2 separate regions of the Sus scrofa genome follow, and region 2 is linked to region 1. A link is a contact called in public HiChIP or PLAC-seq data. All regions are on one chromosome and are shown on one strand. The core of a region is the stretch at or near the end of the contact, and the rest is flanking DNA. Distances in the headings are between cores, read along the strand shown.

Region 1 (3,513 bases), core at 317-2,816:
AGTAAAATCTATGGGCTAGAAGCAGTACCCACACGAAGGCTGGAGGCTAAGTTTTTTTTTTTTTTTTTTTTAATTTTATTGGAGTATAGTTGATTTACAATGTTGTGTTAGTTTCAGGTGTACAGTAAAGTGAATCAGTTGTACATACTATATATCCATTCTTTTTTGGATTCTTTTCCCATAGAAGGAAGTACTATTTATTTATTTATTTACTTATATACCATGGGGAAGTTACCAGACAGGGGTGGAACCTGCACCACAGCAGTGACCCAAGCCACAGAAGTGACAATGCCAAATCCTTAGCCACTAAGCCACCAGGGAACTCCTGAGGCTATGTAAATTTTTATCTTAAATTGGTTTACTTATAATAATTTTTAATGTCCCTAGAATCTAGTTGCTATCCCTAGCACCTAAACCCAAAACGGAGGGCTGAGATTAAATGTGGGAAAGGGATAGTGATTCCTTTATGATTAATAGCTAAAATAATATCATTTATTAGGCATTCTGTGCCAGGCATTTTGTCATAATAATGCTAGGAGGTGGAGGCTATTATCATTAGCATTTTTCATAGGTAGAAACTGACATTCAGGAAGCTTAAGTATCTGCTCAAGGTCTTATAGCCAGAAAGTGGCAGAGGTAGAATGGTACCCTATTCATCTTCTCTAGAGTCCTAATGTTGATACTACTATGGATTTTTTTTTTTGAATCTGTATGTTTTTTTGTGTGTGCATTGAGGTGGGGGACCAAGGTTATTCAAAATACTTTCTTTTACATAGCTCACAATCTATGCCCTTCGAAATGCATACTAAGTCCAGGAAGCTGGTGCTAATTGGTCCAGCGTAATAAAACTTGATTTGGTTTTGGAGAGTGGGTGACACGGCCACAGGAGGGCGTGAGCACACACAGATATATAGGAAGAAAATGAAGAGGGCCAAATAACGAACTTAGGAACATAATTGTTCAAACTCAGAACCTCTGGAATTGCTCAAGAACGACTGCACCAACCCTGCAATCAGACTGTGAGGGGAGCCACAGAAATAGGGGAAAGACTTAAGTTTTAGGGACCCGAAATAACTGGCAGCAGGGGGCAGTCGAGAGGGTCTCCCAGCACAGTGGCCGCTGTGCCTCAGCCCCTCCCGCGCCTGCTCCTCCCATTGGAAAGGCCAGCTTATCCCCGGCCAGGGGAGGGGAGCACCTCCGCTAGGAAACCACCTAGCACCGCCCCCACGCCCCGCCCCGCCCCCTTAAACTCCTCTCTGCCAAATCTCGAGCTGCAGAGAGGGCTTTGATTGGCCCACGCTGCACCGCCAGCCAGCCAATCAGCAGCTTGTTGCTGAGGTTGGGTTTCCCAGAGGGGGGAGGAGGCTAAAGCTTCTGCCCCAAACCTGTTGCCAAACTGGGAAAACAGACTCGCGATCGTGTTTGGTTGCTTGCAGCTCTGTAGGGATTGAGGGACGGGGGCTCCTCCCCTCAGCCCACATCCGGGAGAGAGGGAGCCAGACACCTGCCTGCCCTCACTCCCGCAGCCGCCCCGGGGCCCCACCCTGGCTGGGTACGTCTGAGTCCCGGCAGCCCACGCCGAACCGCCTCGGTTGAAAAGTGACGCCGTTGCCCGTCAGATGTTTTGAGGATGGGAAAACTGCCTTGCTGGAAGGTGCAAAAAAAAAAAAAAAAGCCCACCTCACACGTAGAGACCGACCAGACTGAGAAGTGAAGACAGGCTAATAGAGGTGCTGAATTGCAGTGTGTGCGTCACAAGTGACCAAGTGACCACCTCATAGCGCGTGACCGTGTGGCCTGGGAGGGGCTAATGAGAGTGAGGGGAGCCCCAGGATGCAGAAGAGTCAAATCTCAGGTCCTCTAACCATTTGAATTGGTCATCTCATCAGTAAAACAGTTTGCGCCCAAACTGCCACAAAGCTTTGGTCTGGACCAGAGGGTCGTCAGGGCCTGAGGACCTGGAGCTGTTGGCAGCTCAGCATAGTGAAGGTGGAAGAGGGGTGCAGGTAGCACAGGAGGGGTACCTGAACAGGACCACGATTTACGAACAGCAAAGACCACATTTCCAACCATGACTCATTACAAGTGGGGGAAAGGGTAGGCAAATCTACACCCTTGCCAAATTCCCCTTTGGCTTCTAACGCATTTCCCAAATTTCCTGTTTCTCTCAGTTTCCATTGTGTAGCCTCCTAATCTGGTAATGGTAATGACAGTAATATTTAATAACATTATTGTGTGCTTACTGAGAGCCATTCTTCTAAGTGCTTCACGTGTATCGATTAATCCCCTCAACAATACTGAGAGGGAAAATTTTTTTGGGGGGGGCACACCTGTGGCATATGGAAGTTCCCAGGCTAGGGATGGCATCAGAGCTGAAGTTGCTGGCCACAGCCACAGCCACAGATTGCCAGATCCGATCCGCATCTGCAACCTACACCATACCTCCTGGCAATGCCGCAATCCTTAACCCACTGAAGGGGGTCGGGGATCGAACCTGTGGCCTCATAGATACTAGCTGGGTTTGTTACCATTGCGCCCCAAGGGGCACTCTGCTAACAACTTTTTATCCTCATCTTAAAGATGAGAAAACTGAGGCATTGAGAAGTTAAATCACATCCCTGTGGTCACAGAGCTAGTACATGGCAGAGCTGAATTCAGATTGAACCTAGGTAGTATGTTTCTACCTAGGGACCCTCTCTGACCTTGGTCTTCAAGATGTAGCTTCCCGGCAATACTGTCAGAGAAAAAGTCTATACTGGGTGGCCTTTGGAAGCAGCATGTGCCCGCAAGGGCAGGACCTCCAATTAATTGCTTTCTCTGTATTTCCACAGACTCACGTATGTCTCACCTTGAAAAGTGAAACTAGATAAAATGGTCAGTTTTATTTTATAGGAGTTTTACCAAAGAAAGAAAGAAAGAAGCCAGAGAAAATCTTCCTATCCTTCTGCCCGGTTCAGGTCACCGTTGACCCACTCTGGAGCATTCCTAAGTGGCAGAAGAGAGATGAGGAGGAGATCCCCTATACTTAACAGTTTTGTCATGTGTTTCCAAAAAGGATCTGTCTTAGGGCAGATAGGAATTTTGAAGTTGGGGAGTGGCGGGGGCAGGAGTACAGGAAAGAGAGATCCTGCCCCTAGTTGGTGGCGGGAAAGTCTATCTGCAGGGCCTGCTTGGGTCTGAGGGCCAGCTCTATTTCACTTCCCATCCCCCATTCTCTTACTATCTGAGCCCTGACCTCTAGCTCAGTCCTCCCTGCTTCTCTCACCCACCCTGCACCCGGTTCCCAGCAACCTGGGCACACCATCTGCCTATCCTCCCCCTTCCCCAGGGTTTTAGCTCCTTTTATGGAGACCTTTAAATAATTAAATGCCCCAAAGCCTCCCACACACTGATCCCAGCCCCTGACCTGGGGTTTTATTCAAAGATCAGGAGCTGGGCTGGAGGGCTGCCAACCCCACTGCCTTTATTCAGTTCCTTTTTTTTCCCCCTGCTCAGCTGCTGGGTGGCTAATGG
Region 2 (3,208 bases), core at 116-2,615, 100 kb before region 1:
ATTAAGACATGACATTGTTCTCACTGAAATCTAATTTCTCCTGGAGGCAAAATTGCTGTAGAAGACCTTAATTTCAGTCCTAAATGTCTACAATTCTGGAGTTCCTTTTGTCTCCTCTGATCCATCCACTCCTCCTTGCTCATAGAATTTGGAGTGATGGGGAGGCCATCTGTCATCCGACAGACCTGCATTCAGATTCCTGCATTCAGACCTCCACCACGTTAGCCATGGAGCCCCAGGCAAGGTACTGAAATTCCTTACAAAAGTGTCAGTCTCCTGTAAAAGATGTCAGTGCCTTGCTGAAATGAGGGTTCAATGAGATGTGTCTAAAAGTCCCGCCCGACACAGCCTCTGACACGTAGGCTCTAGGGATGCTCAGCTCTCCCTTCCTCTGGCCAATAAACTCAATCCTGTTCATAGACTGATCTGACCATTTCTCACACTTTATCTCTTCAAGCTGCTCTCTTGCACTTTCCTCATCTCTGGCCTTGTTTCCTCCTGACACCTTCAGGCTTGGTCGCTGCTCCCGGCCCTGTTTCTCTGTAGCTTCTCTCGCTGGCTCTGCTCGGACTCTTGGTAGGACCTTGGCAGTGAACCTCCAGGAGACTCATGCCTGAGAGATGAGGGGCCCACATGGCATCATCGAGAGGGCTGTCTGCTCAGTGGCTGGTGGAAAGTTAATGCCCCTCTCTTTCCAGCAGCTGCGCACAGCCTCTTATCAGGGAAAAATTAAATTAAAATTTAAGAACTGATGCTCCTACATTCCCTGGCATTCCAGGGCTCTGGTTCAGCCCCAGGGGGTCCCCACACGCCTCTGGCCTTCTGCCTCTCCTCTGCATCCCAGCTTCAGCTGGGCCACCTTCCCCTTTGACTCTGCCCTCCATCCTCGGCCTAGATGGAGATAGTGGGCTCCAGGCTGGCAGAAGCTTTGGCTTCTCCAGGCCTGATCACTTTCACCTTGCCCCACAAAGGTGGGGGGCTCGCACAGAGTGCCCCAGCCCCAATGTGGCCTTTTAGATGGACCTCTGAGAAGCTTGTTTTTCATTAGATTGCAGTGGGAAATGCCCACCAGCAGGGGGTGGGTCTGTGCCTGATTCGGAGGAAGACAACACCTCAGAGCCGTCAGCCTATTCTGAAGAGTGTGCCCAAAAGCCCAGGGGAGTGATCAGTGGTGAGAATGGAGAAAGTGCAGGGGCCATGCCCAAGGCTCACCCCCAAGCAAGGGCCCCCTGAGCCCTCTCCCTCTGGGAGACAAAGCCTCAGGAGGGAATGAGATCAGAGCCTGCTGTCTGTCCACCGTGGGGCACCAGCGCACCGCGAGGAGGGCTGCAGAGGAGCTGCCAGCGTGGCTCTGTCCAGGTTGCGGAGCCAGTGGCTTGGGGAGGAGCTGCTCCAAGCCGCCCTGGCAAGCCCTTCTCACATTCCGGAGCACAGAGGACCCAGAATCCCCAGCTGGGCCCGAGGCATCTGGGCTGGCATCCAGCCCAGACGTTTCCTCCTTTCTGTTCTCTTTTTGCTTCCTGGGGCCAAAGGTTCAGCGGGAGCTTCACCTCTCTTCTCAACAGAGGAGCTGTGCTGGAATCAGGGAGGATAGGGAAAGGGGTGGGTGTCAGCCAGGAGAACTTTCTTTTTTCTTTTCTTTTTTCTTTTTTTTTTTTTTTTTGTCTTTTTGTCTTTTTTAGGGCTACATCCATGGCATATGGAGGTTCCCAGGCTAGGGGTCTATTCAGAGTTATAGCTGCCAGCCTACTTCACAGCCACAGCAACACCAGATCCTAGCCACTTCTGCGACCTAACCACAGCTCACGGCAATGCCAGATCCTTAACCCACTGAGCGAGGCCAGGGATCAAATCCGCAACCTCGTGGTTCCTAGTTGGATTCGTTTCTGCCGTGCCATGATGGGAACTCCCAGGAGAACTTTCCACTTCTTTTAAGATTGTTGGAAAGCCAGATATCTCTAAAATGTGGGGAGCATCCCAAGCGCACAGCACTGGGCCAGCCAGCCCCAGAGATGAGGAGGCCTGGTCTCTGTCCCTGGAGCTGTCTAGTGGGGAGGGGGCTGCTCTGAAGGGTCCTTGACAGCTTCATGGGCTGGACACCTAGAGGAGATCAAAAGAGATGTCACCGGGGTTTCCAAACCATTGTGCTCCACAGGCTGGCCAAGGGTGTGAGCAACGTCTATTCATGGGCTGTGCCTACCACAGTGCCTAGGTCACCGGAGGAGCTCAATAAAGTTTGTTGAATGAATGAATGAATGAAATGAGGTTGTCCAAAAAGGGTTCCTGGGAGTTCCCATCGTGGTGCAGCGGAAACGAATCTGACTAGGAACCCATGAGGTTGTGGGTTCGATCCTGGTCTCACTCAGTGGGTTAAGGATCCAGCATTGCCATGAGCTGCGGTGTAGGTTGCAGACACGGCTTGGATCTGGCGTTGCTGTGGCTCTGGCATAGGCCAGCGGCTACAACTCCTATTGGACCCCTAGCCTGGGCACCTCCATATGCTGCTGGTGTGGCCCTAAAAGGACAAAAGACAAAACAAACAAACAAACAAACAAACAAAAAACCGGAAAGGGCTCCTGGAGAAAAGGGAATCTGAACAGGGCCTTGGAGAATGGGCAGGATTTGACCAGGTCTAGTTTATCCTAGGCAGCTGGAAGCCTTGTCAAGGAAGGCAGGAAAGGGGACTGGCTGTTCTGGACAAGGGCAGGAGGAACAGTCCCTCTGTCACTGTCAGCATAAAGCGCAGCGCCCCCCCCCCCCCAGCATTACTCCCACGCCCCTTCAAGCAGCTTTGCCTTCCACTTCAACACTATCTCATTCTCATCCCACCCTTACCTCTACATGGTGGTCCCTTCCTCCCCAGATCTCCCGTCCATAGTTGGATTGGTCAGCCCTCCTATGTGTGGCCTCGGTACTCCACGCGTGCCCATTCTCACACTTATCACCCTCCACCAGTCATGAACAAGTTGCCCAGATTCCCGCAGAGACTGCCAGCCACCGTCAGAGACAACTGACTAAGACTTTAGCAATATGGGTGCCAGTGTCAGAGGCGGCCAGCACCCGTGAGGCCAAAGGTGCAGCTGACAAAACAGAGAAGGTGCGGCTCCCAAACACTCTTGACCTCAGTTCACATAACATCTTTCTTTCTCATCTAAGCGAAAGAGGCTGGACTGAAATGAGTCTGGCTTACCAAGCTTTTCCATAAAGC

The links. HiChIP or PLAC-seq counts read pairs in DNA pulled down with a chosen protein or histone mark.
Region 2: a contact with region 1 is called in an H3K27ac HiChIP or PLAC-seq map of alveolar macrophages. The contact joins two enhancer-like sites. A contact is called at or near these places in 17 of 47 Hi-C or Micro-C datasets (adipocytes, blood, embryonic fibroblasts and 11 more) and 2 of 2 datasets of contacts at active chromatin or transcription factors (alveolar macrophages and skeletal muscle).

What each region holds. Positions count from the first base shown.
Region 1 is chr9:64,052,409-64,055,921 of Sscrofa11.1, reverse strand. No RefSeq gene overlaps it. Among named protein-coding and RNA genes, the nearest start is that of FMOD, 20 kb to the left of the region's middle. Within about 2 kb of position 1,566, at least 57 of the 83 cell types and tissues checked have an H3K27ac peak or open chromatin away from gene starts, as enhancers often do. A contact at or near this core is called in alveolar macrophages, fetal skeletal muscle, liver and 5 more, where this site is marked.
Region 2 is chr9:64,152,693-64,155,900 of Sscrofa11.1, reverse strand. No RefSeq gene overlaps it. Among named protein-coding and RNA genes, the nearest start is that of PRELP, 37 kb to the left of the region's middle. Within about 2 kb of position 1,365, at least 56 of the 83 cell types and tissues checked have an H3K27ac peak or open chromatin away from gene starts, as enhancers often do. A contact at or near this core is called in alveolar macrophages, fetal skeletal muscle, liver and 5 more, where this site is marked.